Linked DNA regions of Mus musculus: all the other regions are linked to region 1. Evidence: chromatin contacts called from public promoter capture Hi-C data. All regions are on one chromosome and are shown on one strand. Each heading gives the region's core, a stretch centred on a gene start, on an enhancer-like site or on the middle of the called end of the contact. The rest is flanking DNA. Distances are from core to core; before and after follow the strand shown. Region 1 holds the start of Stk11ip (serine/threonine kinase 11 interacting protein). Region 2 holds the start of Farsb (phenylalanyl-tRNA synthetase, beta subunit). Region 3 holds the start of Rpl37a (ribosomal protein L37a). Region 4 holds the start of Pax3 (paired box 3).

The links. Promoter capture Hi-C pulls out the DNA fragments that hold promoters and counts their contacts. Capture Hi-C pulls out chosen DNA fragments and counts their contacts.
Region 2: a contact with region 1 is called in a promoter capture Hi-C map of adipose tissue, with 4 times the contacts expected there. The contact joins the promoter of Farsb here to the promoter of Stk11ip in region 1. A contact is called at or near these places in 2 of 115 datasets of contacts at active chromatin or transcription factors (astrocytes and large pre-B cells) and 2 of 9 other capture datasets (adipose tissue and liver).
Region 3: a promoter capture Hi-C map of liver shows a contact between it and region 1, with 4 times the contacts expected there. The contact joins the promoter of Rpl37a here to the promoter of Stk11ip in region 1. A contact is called at or near these places in 2 of 39 promoter capture datasets (liver and pre-B cells), 3 of 484 Hi-C or Micro-C datasets (B cells and CD4 T cells), 3 of 115 datasets of contacts at active chromatin or transcription factors (large pre-B cells, regulatory T cell precursor and thymic regulatory T cells) and 2 of 9 other capture datasets (adipose tissue and liver).
Region 4: a promoter capture Hi-C map of embryonic stem cells shows a contact between it and region 1, with 4 times the contacts expected there. The contact joins the promoter of Pax3 here to the promoter of Stk11ip in region 1. A contact is called at or near these places in 1 of 39 promoter capture datasets (embryonic stem cells) and 2 of 115 datasets of contacts at active chromatin or transcription factors (both in embryonic stem cells).

The regions. Positions count from the first base shown.
Region 1 is chr1:75,519,650-75,523,061 of GRCm38.p6, reverse strand. It overlaps Stk11ip (serine/threonine kinase 11 interacting protein), which reads right to left and starts at 1,533. Exons shown (of 25, transcript NM_027886.3): 1 at 1,420-1,533; 2 at 1,213-1,298. The coding sequence starts at 1,273.
Region 2 is chr1:78,487,309-78,490,720 of GRCm38.p6, reverse strand. It overlaps Farsb (phenylalanyl-tRNA synthetase, beta subunit), which reads left to right and starts at 1,824. Exons shown (of 17, transcript NM_011811.4): 1 at 1,824-1,936. The coding sequence starts at 1,879.
Region 3 is chr1:72,709,683-72,713,094 of GRCm38.p6, reverse strand. It overlaps Rpl37a (ribosomal protein L37a), which reads right to left and starts at 1,835. Exons shown (of 4, transcript NM_009084.4): 1 at 1,772-1,835; 2 at 1,295-1,423; 3 at 871-953. The coding sequence starts at 1,774.
Region 4 is chr1:78,195,503-78,198,914 of GRCm38.p6, reverse strand. It overlaps Pax3 (paired box 3), which reads left to right and starts at 1,779. Exons shown (of 8, transcript NM_008781.4): 1 at 1,779-2,250. The coding sequence starts at 2,166. RefSeq lists cis regulatory regions at 450-672, 828-1,060, an enhancer at 450-1,060 and a promoter at 225-2,215.

The DNA of each region.
Region 1 (3,412 bases), core at 284-2,783:
AGATCTTTGCTGAATAATAAATCTTACAGCCTTACAAAGAGATTTTTCTATGTACTAGACACTGAGTATAGACATGCACATAATTCAAGGTGTCCCCTGGAAGTCTAGAAAAGGCACAGCATGGGAGTAATTATTAACACAAACCAGAAAATGAACTGCCATCAAGAGACTCCAAGGATGCCATGGTGGGAGTATATAGATATGGAGCACTAATGCCATCGAGGTCACACATTCCAAATGACAGCTGCTTCATCTAGATCTCATCCTTATCTCCTAAAGACATCCATTAACCCCACCTTACAGATAGGAAAGCCGGGGCTCAAAGAAGAATCTCTCCTTTCTGTGTGTGTGGGGAGGATGCTAGGGATTATAAGTCAAAGTTTTGTACATGCTAAACATATGCTCTGCTACTGAACTATATCCCCAGCTCTCAAAGAATCATGATTGTGATCATTTAGCTGATGATGGCAACCACATAACAAACAACATAGTGCCAGGCGTGGTGGCACATGCCTTTAATCCCAGCACTTGGGAGGCAGAGGCAGGCGGATTTCTGAGTTCGAGGCCAGCCTGGTCTACAAAGTGAGTTCCAGGACAGCCAGGACTACACAGAGAAACCCTGTCTCAAAAAAAAAAAAAAAACAAAACAAAAAAACAAAACAAAACAAAAAAAAAAACAAAAACCAAACAACACAGTGATCTTTGCCATGCCCAGGCACTGGGGCAGCAACTATAGTAACACTATCTTTTGAACACTTATTATGCATGCATGCACTGCACTAAATAAGCTAACTAAAATCCCGCTATCTTTTGCGTTCAATACAATCCCTATGCTAACCTATCTGAGAAGAATACTGAGGGTCTAAAAACTTATCCAAGTCTGATAGAGGGTTGGGACTAACCTATGTGGGTCTCCAAATCTCTGGTGTCTAAGGTGCTTATACTTGGCTTTCGGTACAAGTGATTATGTTCTTGTCTGCAAGTGTTTAATCTATTAATGATCCCTTTCCTCTGGAGAGTTAAGTGCTATGAGAGATGGATAGAGTTTAGACTGTCAAAGGCATGACTGTAAACAACGCGTCACAAGGAACACACCCAGAAGACGCCGGCACCTCGTGACCCCGCCGGCAATGACTCGGTGATTCCCGGCGTTTCTGGACAGTATCGAACACACCTAGAACTCCCAACCAAATAAGCCAGAAGTCCACTCACCCGACTCCCGCAAAAGTCCCGCCAGCTTCCACACTACTGAATCCCGCGGAGCGGTCGTCATAGCCACGGGACGCTGGGGGCGGAGCCTGGGGAAAGGGGAAGCGGAAGAGCCTCAGGTGGGCAACAAAAGCCCAGAGCTTTCGTGCAAATGGAGGCGTCGCGCAATGTAAAAAGTAAGCATCAGCTAAAAAGAACGATCTCTCTGACCCCTTTTCCAAAAAGCATTGGGCCTCGGGAGCCCATGGGCCCGCGTAATTCGCACTCCAATCACTTTGGCAGCCGGGCTCTTTTAGGGCAGGAAGTCCCGCCCCGGAAGGCAAAGGACCTACCGGAAAGCATGCCTTCGCTACCGGAAGCCACGCCCTGGGCGAGCCGATGTGTCAGTAGGACGGAACTAGCCGGGATTAAGCCCCTAACGGGGCCCCAGGTCTAGCTCGGCTCTGGGTGGCCCCTTCGGCAGAGAGAGAAACCTGACTCTTGTTTGCAGACTGGGCGGGGAAGCAGAGCTTGGAGAAATGGGATCTTGTATTAGAAGGAAAAGAACTCATCCAAAACAAATACTGATCTTCCAGTTACATAGCTGTCCTGTCCTTGCGAAGTTCTTTTATATCAGCCAGAAGGGCTAAGGCTGGCAGGGATGCCACTCTCAAACCCCCTTTGCTGTCATAGTCCTCAGTCTCTAGACTTATTTTTCCTTAGGGTTTAGCACACTCTCAAATTGGTCCCTGGTCTCTGATTTCAGAGCTCTGGAAGCAGAGGCAGGAGGGTCTCAGTGAGTTCAAGACCAGCCAGCTCTAAATAGTGAGTTCCAGGCTAGCCAGGGCTGCATAGTGGGATCCTATCTCAAAAACAAAAATTAGTCACTGGTAATGACCTGAACCTGTATTTGTTTTGTTTTGTTTTTAACTGTATTTACAGCTCAGTACACCTAACTAAAAGTGGTTTTCCTAAATTTGAAAATAAAATATATCAATAATTAACAAAAGCAAGACTGTTGAGTTTTCTACTTCCAAATTGGCACTGTAGCTTTTTTTTTTTTTTTCAAGATAGGGTTTCTCTGTGTAGCCCTGGCTGCCCTGAAACTCTGTAAACCAGGCTGCCTCTGCCTCCCAAGTGCTGGGATTAAAGGCGTGCGCCGCCACCACCACCCAGCACCACTGTAGTTTTTACCCTGGCTCTTGGTCTGGCAGTTGACATCAACTTCTGGTCTACATTATGAAAACATTTCTTAGGATGGAGTGACTAGCTAGGCTTGGGAGGGGAATGTCTTTTATGAAACAATCCTTTCTAACACAAGAAAGTTAAACATGAAGTGTAGGACTGAAGAGATGGCTCAGTGAATTAGAGCACTGGCTAGGCTTCCAGAGGACATGGGTTCAAGTCCCAGTACCCACATGGCGGCCCACAGCCATCTGTAACTCCAGTTCCAGGTGGTTGTACAATCTCTTCTCATCTCCATGGGCACAGCACATGCATGGTGTAGAGGCATTCAGGCAAAACATTCATACATGCAAGTGTTTGCTTTTAATGAAAAATCTAAAGAGTAGAGTTGGAGTCAGTCAGTTTTAGAGGTGGTGGAAGGCTTCTCTAGCCTGAACAAACTTCCTATATACCGTCTCATGGATCTGGGACATTTTGTGCAATTGATAATCCATTACATAGCAACTGTCAGTCCTTGTTTATCGATCACCTGAAGCTGGCCATGGGGGAGGAGCCATAACAATCAAGTCAACTGTATCAAGCCAAATTCTCATAGGCAGAAAAAGAAACAAAAAACAAAAACTCATTCTTTTGATATCCTGATGTGGTGCCTTGAAACCTTTGCTTTTTGGCCTGGCTTCCGTGGTCCACAGTTATTGTGTGAAAATCCTCCATTCACATGGGTAGCCCCTCTCTCTACTCAGGTTTGTCCTACACTACCGAGCTTCCAGATAAGTGAACGAGAGAAAAATCAAAGAAAACAAAACTGTATTGGGGAGGGGAAAGCTAAGCTAAAGAAGCAGCAAGAGAGTAAACAGCCGAGGCCTGTCCTCCTCCCTGAGAGGCCCACTCCCCTTTCTGTCCTTGGCTTGCAGGCAAGGCCTTGGCTGCCTTCCAAAGAAGTCTCTCTCTCTTTTTCTCCCTCTCTTGCCTAAGTTACATTCTTCTGTAAATTGCTACTTATAAAATTTCTTTTAATCAAAGGGAAAAAGAAAATCCT
Region 2 (3,412 bases), core at 575-3,074, 3.0 Mb before region 1:
AAGTAAAATATTAAGAACTATTTCTGGTTTACTCTCCAAATAGCATTATTTACTTTGTTTCCCACATCCATCTATAATTTCTTAAAACACGCCTATAGTGACATATCAGGGGAAACAAAGCGGCATTTTAAATCCTCTTATGAAGTATGAGAGTTAATGTTATGGTCAAATGCCTGAGTTAATAGATCCCTTAATAAGTAGCCAAATACTGTTAGTTGTATGTTTCTGAGAGATGAGCATTTGAGTTGGTGAACTCAGTAAGTGCCCACTTACTGGAATTTAGGGTCAGAAAGCTACACGTGGGACTTGCCATAAGTGGAAATTAGTGCAGTGGAAAACTTATTAAGAGTTATGATGGCCTAAGTCTAGCCTCAGTTCTGCTTCCTCAAGTGAAGGGTTCTCACTTCCTCAGTGTTGGTCCTTGCTTTATTTTCTCTTGAGGAAGCAATGTTTCTGCTATGCCTTACAGGTTAGGTGAGTCCCACAGTCCATGGCTGTTTTATCTTCCTGCTTTGATGTATTTGTTTTTTCATGGCTGCTGAAAGGAAGTACTACAAACTTTTGATTTCAAACAGAAACTTGAGTCTGGTGAGGTAACTTATATTCTTGTCTTTCAGGACACCTTAAAACTCTGAAAATTTCTGGCCATCCAGAGCTACAGGATGAGTTCCAGGACTGCTTCAGCTATAGAGTTGAGCCTTTATCTCAAATCATAAAGAATAATGAATGAGATGAAACAGAACTTTGTTATATTCAAGTTCTGGAGGCAAGAAACCCAAAAGCAATTTCACTGGCCCAAATCCAAGTGTTTTGGGGGCTGCTGAATAGGCTAGGAGAGATTTCCCTCCTTATCTCTTCCAGTTTCGAAGACTACTGACTTTATTTTTTTTAGTGACCTTACTGGAATCACTGCCTTCCGCTTATTGAGTCTACAGTCAATTGCATTTAGGGCCCATCCTAATAACCTAGGCTAAGTTCCATCTCAAAACCCTTAGCTTATTCCACATAGGCTCTGATACCACATAAAGTAGCATTTGCAGGCTACACGGGATTAAGTCCTGACATCTCAGTGGCCCATGATTTGACGTACTGTCCCTCAGAGTTATTCTAAGGAGCAAATCTGCTCGTGCACTTTTTAGGCTGAGTACAGCATCTGACAGAAAAGTCCTGCGGTCTCTAACAACGCCTACCCACAGGGCTGCTGCTGCGTTCGAACAAGGCTCGGGTATAAAATCTGTAGTTTCAAGAGGGTTAAAGGATTAAGTAAAAGCCCGGCAGTGGTGGCGCATGCCTTTAATCCCAGCACTAGGGAGGTACGGATCTCAAAAGTTCTCGGAGTTCAAAGCCAGCCTAGTCTATAGTGCGAGTTCCAGGACAGTCAAGGCGACAGAGAAACCTGTCTCAAAAAAGTAAAAAAATGTGGCCTGTTAACAGACCTTGCCATTAGTATTTGCATATTCTTCTTTGCAGGAAGTCTTGCATCCGTTTACCTTGCTTTTCAAATACCTCTGGGCGGACTTCTCTACCTGGAAGTCCTTCCCACCAATCTAGCGCTCCGCCTACCCAACTTGGCATCTTCCCTAGGGCTTTGGGAAGCATCCAGGCCTCTGAGGTCTGTTCTCACTCTTGCCTGTCAAAATAGAGATAATTCCACCCGATTACACCTATTTTCCAAACTTTTTGGTTATCGTCACAACAGAACTATGTTAAATAATCCAGAGAGAGGTGTTTTCCTATATTCGGCTGGAAAACGGATGTGCAAATGGTTGAATTTAGACAGGCATCACGTGAGACAGCCCAAGAGCGGAGCGTCGGGTCCTTCACTCTAGGGTCGCTGAGGCCCCGCATGTGGCGCAGGCGCAGTGTCCACGACTCGCCATGCCGACTGTCAGCGTAAAGCGAGACCTGCTCTTCCAAGCCCTGGGCCGGACCTACAGTGAGTGCCCGCCCCGTGGCTTGGGCTCGGTGCCTGGGGAAGTCTGCTCGCCCTGCAGAAGAACGTGCTGGCGGCGTTCATGCCGCTACGTGGGGTTTGGCCCGGCACGGCCAGAGTCCTCAGGGGCGCGCTGCTGGGCGAGGAGACTCGGCTGCGCTGAAGTAGCTTCTCGGAACCAGCTCCGCGGTGGCTCCGTTGCATCATCAGCGCGTGTCGGGCTCTCCGTGTCATTCATTTAGAGACCGAGCTCCAACTCCGTGCCCAGCACGGACTTTGGTGTCGGGACACAGACGAGGAAACGTACCCTGGGTTCCATCACAACTGTAGGCTGTGGAACCAGATTGACAGCGAAGGGGAGACGTTTAAGAAAGATGCGGGTCTCACTATGTAGCCCAGGCTGTTTTCGAACTGTCGGTCTTCTTGCCTCAGTTTCTGAGTGCTGGGATAACAAGCGTGTGCCACCAAGCCCGGCATTGGCTTTATTTTAGTGTTGACCAGGCTCCAGAAGTGTGTCAGGCAGTGTTTGGGAGTAGAGCTGTGCACATGACACATACATGAGAAAAATAACAAACCATGATGTTAGTAAAACGGTTTATTGGACATGCTAAATGTTTCTGGGAAAGGAAACCAGGTTTTGTGCAGGGGTAGCATTTGATAGTTAACATTGATTTGACCCCTAAATGGAATCACTTCTATGGGCTTAGCATTCATGACACACTTCCCTCTTTCTCAGTTCTAAAACTAAACCATTGTGGGGGGGGGGGGAAGGGAGGTAAATATTAGTCAAATTATCATTTCCAACACAGATGTAGTAAGTTGAAATGGTATCAGCCTCACCCTGTAGTTATCAGCTTCTATAAAGGTCAGAGCGAGTGTTTTATGAGAGCCTCCTTGTTTTTGAGTATTAGAGGCCAAAATTAGAGGACAAAATGGAGCAGGTTCATAACACCACAGTACTGATGTCGTACAAGTAAACTTTTAAGATTTTTTTTTCCTAAGGATGGACTTTAGATATTACTCACCCCCTGTGTTTGTCGGATTTTGTCGTTGTTCTTTTGGAGACAGAACCTTATTCTGAAGTCCAGGCTGACTCTAAACTTGTGGCAATCCTCCTGACTCAGTCTCCCAAGTGATACAATTATAGTTGTGACCAAGGCCTTAGAAACAGGAAATCGCTTTGCTTTTGGAATGTGGTTTTAATTTCCTAACCAGTTTCCCTTATATAGTAAGCTTATTAATATACCTCACTTGCCCTGTTACTCTAAATCATATTCTCTCTCCTGGTGGTCACTGTCTCTGAAGTTCATATGATGGTGTGTGGCAAGATGAACAACTTGGAATCAGTTCCTAGTCAGACCCTTATCTATGGAAAAGTACCAGATTGTCCAAATTTTAAAAGACAATGAGGCTTATGACCTGCTCGCAATCATCAGATAATGTTTTAATACATTCCCTGGCTGTTTCCTTTTCCTTCCA
Region 3 (3,412 bases), core at 586-3,085, 2.8 Mb after region 1:
TCAGTCACCTATCAGGACAGAGCACTTGCTACCACTACTCCTTGTGCACTCAAGCTGCTCTTAAACACACTCAGACTGTTTTTTCAATACCAAGGCGTCAAGAAAAACTGCAACCCACATGTTCACCTCCTCAGCAACTAGCCACACTCAGAGGGCCATGCTGGAAGTATAAAAACACCACACCACTTGGATACCAGACTTCTGGCCAGCAAACTCAGGGGTGGAGGGGCAGCTGTTGGTTTGAGATGCTAAAGCTCTTAAGAACAAAGCAAACAATGACAGGAGGCTTCATTTCAACAACATCTGGCTCTGTCAAGGTCATAGCACTAAATATGCCCAAACAGCCTCCAATGTTCTATACAATCCCGAGTCAATTAACCTCAAACCATTTTATAGAAATAACTTGTAGTGTTAAGTCAAGTCCAGCACAAACACCAATGGACTTAGATCAACTGTAATTTTCCAAAGAGCATGGTGACTGTACAATTCAAAAGGAATATGAGAATCAAAGTCTGAACTTCTTCTTTTTTTTTTTTTCCCCCGAGACAGGGTTTCTCTGTGTAGCCCTGGCTGTCCTGGAACTCACTTTGTAGACCAGGCTGGGCTCGAACTCAGAAATCCGCCTACCTCTACCTCCCGAGTGCTGGGATTAAAGGCGTGCGCCACCACGCCCGGCTCTGAGCTTTTATCTATAACCATAACTTTGTTTTTGAGACAGGGTTTCACTGTATAGCCCTGACCAAAAACTATTAACTTTTAAACCCAAACTCATGATTTGCTTTAAACTAAAACAAATCCGATATGCACCAGACCTGGAACACGGGCTGTGCAGTCCATAGCCTTTCCTATACCACAGGAGAAAACACTCACTTGTAGGTCCAGGCCCCACCGGCCACTGTTTTCATGCAGGAACCACAGTGCCAGATGCCGACGGCTCGTCTCTTCATCTTGGTCTGTAAGTAGTTAAGATCTTGTTATGAAATATATATAAAAAAAAAATCCCTGAGACTTCCAGAGAGTAAACTATGGAAAAGCCAGCTTATCCATTAGCAGTTAAATTCTAGTAACCCAAGCAGAGTATTATTTACAGGCTAAACAGACCTCTTTGGGGTTGGTACAGATGCGCTGACATCGCTATCAATTTCCCAAGATCGGACTTTTTCCTCTCCAAACCATTCACCCTTAAGTTCCTCACTAGTTGCAAGTAAACAACGAATGCTCCGCAAAAAGCGAGCCCAAACCGCCTTAGCTCGGGAGCAATGGCACCCTCCTCCCTAACCCGAGGCCGACTTGCCTTGCCACAGAAGGAGCAAGTGTACTTGGCGTGCTGGCTGATTTCAATTTTCTTCACCATTTTCCGGAGGGAGGCACCATAGCGGGTCCCGTACTTGCCGACGATGCCGACCTTCTTGGTGCGTTTAGCCTGTTGACAGAGGAAAGGAACGGAGCAGAGACATTGAGCCAGTCGGTGCACGCCAACGCGCCGCTGAGCACAAACTCGGCTGAATCCTGTTTTCCCTCAAGCTCAACCATCAAGGAAGGCGCCCACAGAGCGCCAAAAGGCTCCAGATTGTGCATTAACTACCGCGCTGGGCCAAGCCCCGCCGAGCCGCCTCCGGCCGCGTACGGGGCTCCAGACGCCGGGAGAAGCCCGACAGCAGACAGGACAGGGACAGCACAGACTACCCGAGGTGGGCTGAGAGCGGGACGCCGGAGACTAAGGCAGATGACGATGGATAGCGACTTCCAAAGCGGTTACGAAGACACTCACCATGTCGCCGGAACCCAAGCCCAAGTCCGAAGAGGAAGGGACGCAATGCGCATGCGCGGTTTTAGACCGGCGAGCGGAAGTGACGCGACCTCCTCTCTCGGAAGTGAACTCGGTGTTCTGGCGGTTTATTCGCTGTCTCCACTGAGAAATGCATAGATGCGCAGAAGTGGTTCACGAGCTGGAAGCACATCCTTCTTAGCTTACACATAACCAAAGTTCTGCAGAGCAGATGCGATTTCTTGCGTTCTGCTCGCGAAGAGACGGGTTTTAGGTGGCTTGCCTTTAAGTGTTTAAAGCGCGACGTTTGTGACTGAGGCGCATTGCCTTCCCACTATATTATACTTCGGAAAATCGCCAGGCCGGGTGCTAGATGCTGGCCATAGTAAACGCCTAGGATCCGCTCCCAGGCCGAGTTACAGTTCGGCTGGGAGACAGTCATATTCGTCACGATTAAGAGTTACGAAATGGGCTGGAGAGATGGCTCAGCGATTAAGAGCGCAGACTGCTCTTCTGAAGGTCCTGAGTTCAAATCCCAGCAACCACATGGTGGCTCACAACCATCCATAATGAGATCTGATGCCCTCTTCTGGAGTGTCTGAAGACAGCTGCAGTGTACTTACATATAATAAATAAATAAATCTAAAAAAAAAAAAAAAAAGAGTTACGAAATGTTGCTGATCAGAGTTCTGGGGATAATGTAAGGAATAGAGGCTACTTGAACCCAAGACCCTAAAGTGGTGGTTCTCTTTCTTTCTTTTTTTGGGGGGGAGGGGAGGGAGGTTTGGAGACAGGGTTTCTCTGTGTAGCCCTGGCTGTCCTGGAACTCACTCTGTAGACCAGGCTGGCCTCGAACTCAGAAATCCGCCTGCCTCTGCCTCCCAAGTGCTGGGATTAAAGGCGTGTGCCACCACGCCTGGCTCTGAAATTTTTAAACACTTCTCTCTCCTAAGATTTTCTTAAACTTTAAGATTTCCAGTGGGAAATGATGTTAGTGTTTGATTTTAAAGAAGTCTGTCTTGGGGCTAGAAAGAGGGCTCATTGACTCTGCTTTCCACCCACATGGTGGCTCAAAAGTGCGTGTAACTCTACTTTTAGGAGACTCCTTGTGACCTCACGTGGTCCACAGATATGTGTACAAGAAAAATATCTATACATAGAAAATAAATAAATATTCGGAAAGATTTGTCTTTTTTTTTTTTTTAAAAAAAGAACTGATTCTCTTTGTAATGTGAAAGTTTGTGAAACTCTTAATTCTTAAGTATTTTTGTACATTATTTATTTAATTTTTCCTCTATTTGTTTTGTTTTCCTCTTGGAACATGTAATTTGGGGCTAGCATTTATGAGTCTACCATAATTTGAGATTGTGTTTATTTATTTATGTGTTTATTTGTATTGGGATTGAACCTAGGGCTTCATACATACTACCCAAGTTACTATAATTGAACTGTATACCCAGCCTTTTCTTATTTTTTATTCTGATACAAGGTCTCATTAAGTTGTCCAACTTTGAACTCCCTTTACAATTCAGGTAGTCCTTTATCTTGCCATGCCAGCTTTTTGAGTAGCTAAATACAGGCCCAGGATGGTTACATTGCTCTTTTTAGTGACTTTTAGTCTTTTTGACTCTAATTCATTGTAAG
Region 4 (3,412 bases), core at 530-3,029, 2.7 Mb before region 1:
GCTCAACTTTGAGAGGGCAAAAATCTTGGAAAAGTCTGGTTCCTCAGATGGCAAGGGTGTATGGTGCTTTCGAAAACAAGTACCCAAACTTTGAAGGACTCCAGACCAGGGGTAGGGGGAAAGGAAGTGAGAAAGTTTCCCGCCTTGACAAATTGAATTATTTTATATAAAACTTGGTTAAGCAGCTCTGCGGGCCAACAGCTTCTGGACTCTCTCTCCACTGTGAGCTCTAATGCTCCTCCCCAAATGTGGGTGGGTGGGGGTGGGGTGTCCAGACATTTTCTGGAGTCCCCAGAGGCCCGTCTCGCCTGCTCCCAGGGTCGATAAGCCCTTTTGACTTCAGGGGGAGCAAAGAGCTACCCAGCTTTCTCCACTGGGAGTGAACTCTTAAAGGGCCAGCTCAGGGACTTTGAACAACTACACGCACGCCCCCCCCCCTTGAGTTTGCCTTAATTAGGGGGTGGGCAAGTAGGATTGGGGGCCTGAGTTCACATCAAAACTGTCAAAGGAGATGGGGGGGGGGAGGACATGGAGAGAGGGTTGGAGGATTCAGGGGCAGGAAAAATTCAAATATCATAAAAAGAAAAGGGAACTTGAAGCCCAGAAGTCATTGTTTCCTTTATTTCAAAGGGGAAAAAACCTGCCTGATTCTCATCCTTTTGATTGATTAAGGCCCTGAATACCTCTCGGCCCCAGAGTGACAGTCCCTGAATAGACTTGAGGGAATAAAGAGCAGCGCAGAACGTGGGGCTGGCACGGGAGGGGGGTGTAAGGGAGGAGTGTTCGCTGGCACTTACCAAGTTATAAATAAAAGGCTAGGCACAATGGTACCTTCTCTAAGGACAGACAGTCTTTACAACACTCCTGGCGTCATATCCTGCTGGGGACACTTCAGCTCCTAGCCAAGACGTTGCTTCTTTTATTTTTCCAGCAGTTTAGTCTGAATGCCATAATAAATTCCTGAGAACAAACGCTGCACCCGGGCAAAACCTCAACATATAGATGCAAGTGCATCGGGGATGAATGTGTACGTGGAGATTTAAAGTCCCCGCTTCTCAGAAGGGTTTTTAAACCAAGAAAAGGAGCTGGCTTCCCCATTGCTTGCAACTTGGAGCCCAGGGGAGGCCTAACCTCTTCAGTCTCTGTCATGGCTATGCCACCTGTCTTTCATTCCCAGCCTAAGAAAGACAAAAGGACCTTCTGGGCACATCTTGGACTCTTCCTGAGAGATGCCTTTCTGGGAGGCTCACATAGGGAGCTCAGGCCCAGAGGCAGACCAGAGAAAGGAAAAGGAAACACATCCGGAATTCTCTGTGCCCCTTTCCAAATTTGCTCCACCGCCATCTCCGTATTAGTAATCCCGAAGCGAAATCCACAGGTGAAAAGCAGGGGCAGACAGAGGAAATAAGGGGCGGATATAGCAAGGTTTCCAGAGAAAGGCGGAAAGAGATTAGGACAGAGTAATAGAAAACCAAGATGATCAAGGCTGAATCTCATGTAGAGGGACAGGGACACCGCGAGCCTTTTTCCATCCTCACTGGCTCTTGCCACCCAAGCTGCCTCTCCTAGTTTCAACCTGTCCACCCTTCTCTTGAGAAAGGGACACAGAGCTAGTCCCCCTCTGGGTCGGCGGAGGCCTGGGGACCGTCAGGGATGGGAAGAGAAAGTAGCTTCTGTCGCCCAATCAGCGCGTGTCTTTGCCACCCGGGACGGTCTCCTCCTCGGCCAATCGCAGCTCAGGGCTCCTGATCAAGCTTTGGGTGAAAGAACTAATAAATGCTCCCTAGTCCGGATCCCTGCACTCGGTGTCACGACGGGAGGAGACTTGGGACGTGTTCCTGCCTCGTCACCACCCTCCCTCACCCGATCTTCGCGGTGCAGTGAGCACCTTTGCCAGTAGCCCCAGCTGAGGGGCCGATCTGCTAGACTCGCACCAAACTCGTCCGCCCTGGGCTTGGGATCCTGCACTCAAGGGACTCCTCTGGAGCCTGTGGACTTGGATCTATTAGCGCCCCCCTCCCCGCGCCCCGCCTCCCTCTCTGGCCTTTTTTGGGGGAGGAGCTCTCCGAGATCCGGAGAGTTCCCGAGGGTCACCCGCCGCACTGTGCTCGCTTTTTCGTCTCGCCTTCACCTGGATATAATTTGCGAGCGAAGCTGCCCCCAGGATGACCACGCTGGCCGGCGCTGTGCCCAGGATGATGCGGCCCGGCCCGGGGCAGAATTACCCACGCAGCGGCTTCCCGCTGGAAGGTATGTTAGGGCCTCAGCTCGTCCGGATCCCCGGGCCTGGGATTGGCTGCCGCACCCCAATCCTGGTCTCCAGGGCCTCCACTCGTGCCTTACCGGGAGCCTCTTCCCGTGGTACTTCTCAACCCAAGAAGCAAAAGTGGGGAGGGGGTTCTCGTGGAGAGCGGGAGAAGCCCCATTTCACGTTCTGGCTGCAAACGGAGTGCTAAGCTCACTACAAGCTCTCGGAGCTTGCCTGGCCTGCTCCTGCCGGCTCCACTTTGCCCTGTTGTTTCGGAATTGCTGCCGTGAGAAAGGTGAACAAGCTTCGCAGCGCCGGAAGCAAGTTCTCTTTCTGTTCACCTAAAGTTGCTACGAAATTGTGCGGGCTGCGTTCACTTTTGAATAACTACTATTAGTTCGGCAAGAATTTTCCTGCTGTGAAAAATTCTGGTGGCCCTTCCTAGTTGAAAAGTTTTAGCATTGATTAGCAAATTCCACTCAACTCAAGTGGCATCTCGAAGTTTCTAAAATGGTTGGCAATGCCTTTCGGTTTGCTTAAAGGTGCTGGGAAATTTCGGGGAGGTAGAAATTACTGCAAACCCGAACCCGACCAAATAATTTGGGAAGTAAAAGCAGGAGACTGGGGTTCTGGAGGAGCCCTTCGACCTCGATCCAGAGTAAAACGTGACGTGCAAGGGCGGTCATTTCGGCAGTGGTGTCCACAGCTAGGCTCGCTGCCATTTTTATTTTTTAAGTGTAACAGGTGATACCTGCTGTCACCTGTGTCTCCTTTCGGGAGCCTCCCCAACCCTTGCCTACTATACCCTTATCGGGACCTCTGCCTTCTCAGGACTTTGAGGCAGTTATCGCAAGACATTTTAGACATCAGTCCTAGGTCTCCCTCCAACTTGCAGCACAGCCCCCCTCCCCCAAATAAAAGAGAAAATACAGTTTCTCTACAGCCAGTTACCTCATTCCGATCGCTCAATTTCCAAAAGATTATATGACCTTGCATCGGGTAATTATTTGAATAAATAGAACCTTAAGGGTCCGGGACTGGGAGCCCAGAGCTTGGTGGTTTGTGTTTTAACTGTCACAGGCAAATTGGCCAGAAGGATGCAGAATTAGGTTCTTTTTGCTGCTTTCTATTCTTCCTAAATGACTTTCTCGGGCTCTCTCCTTT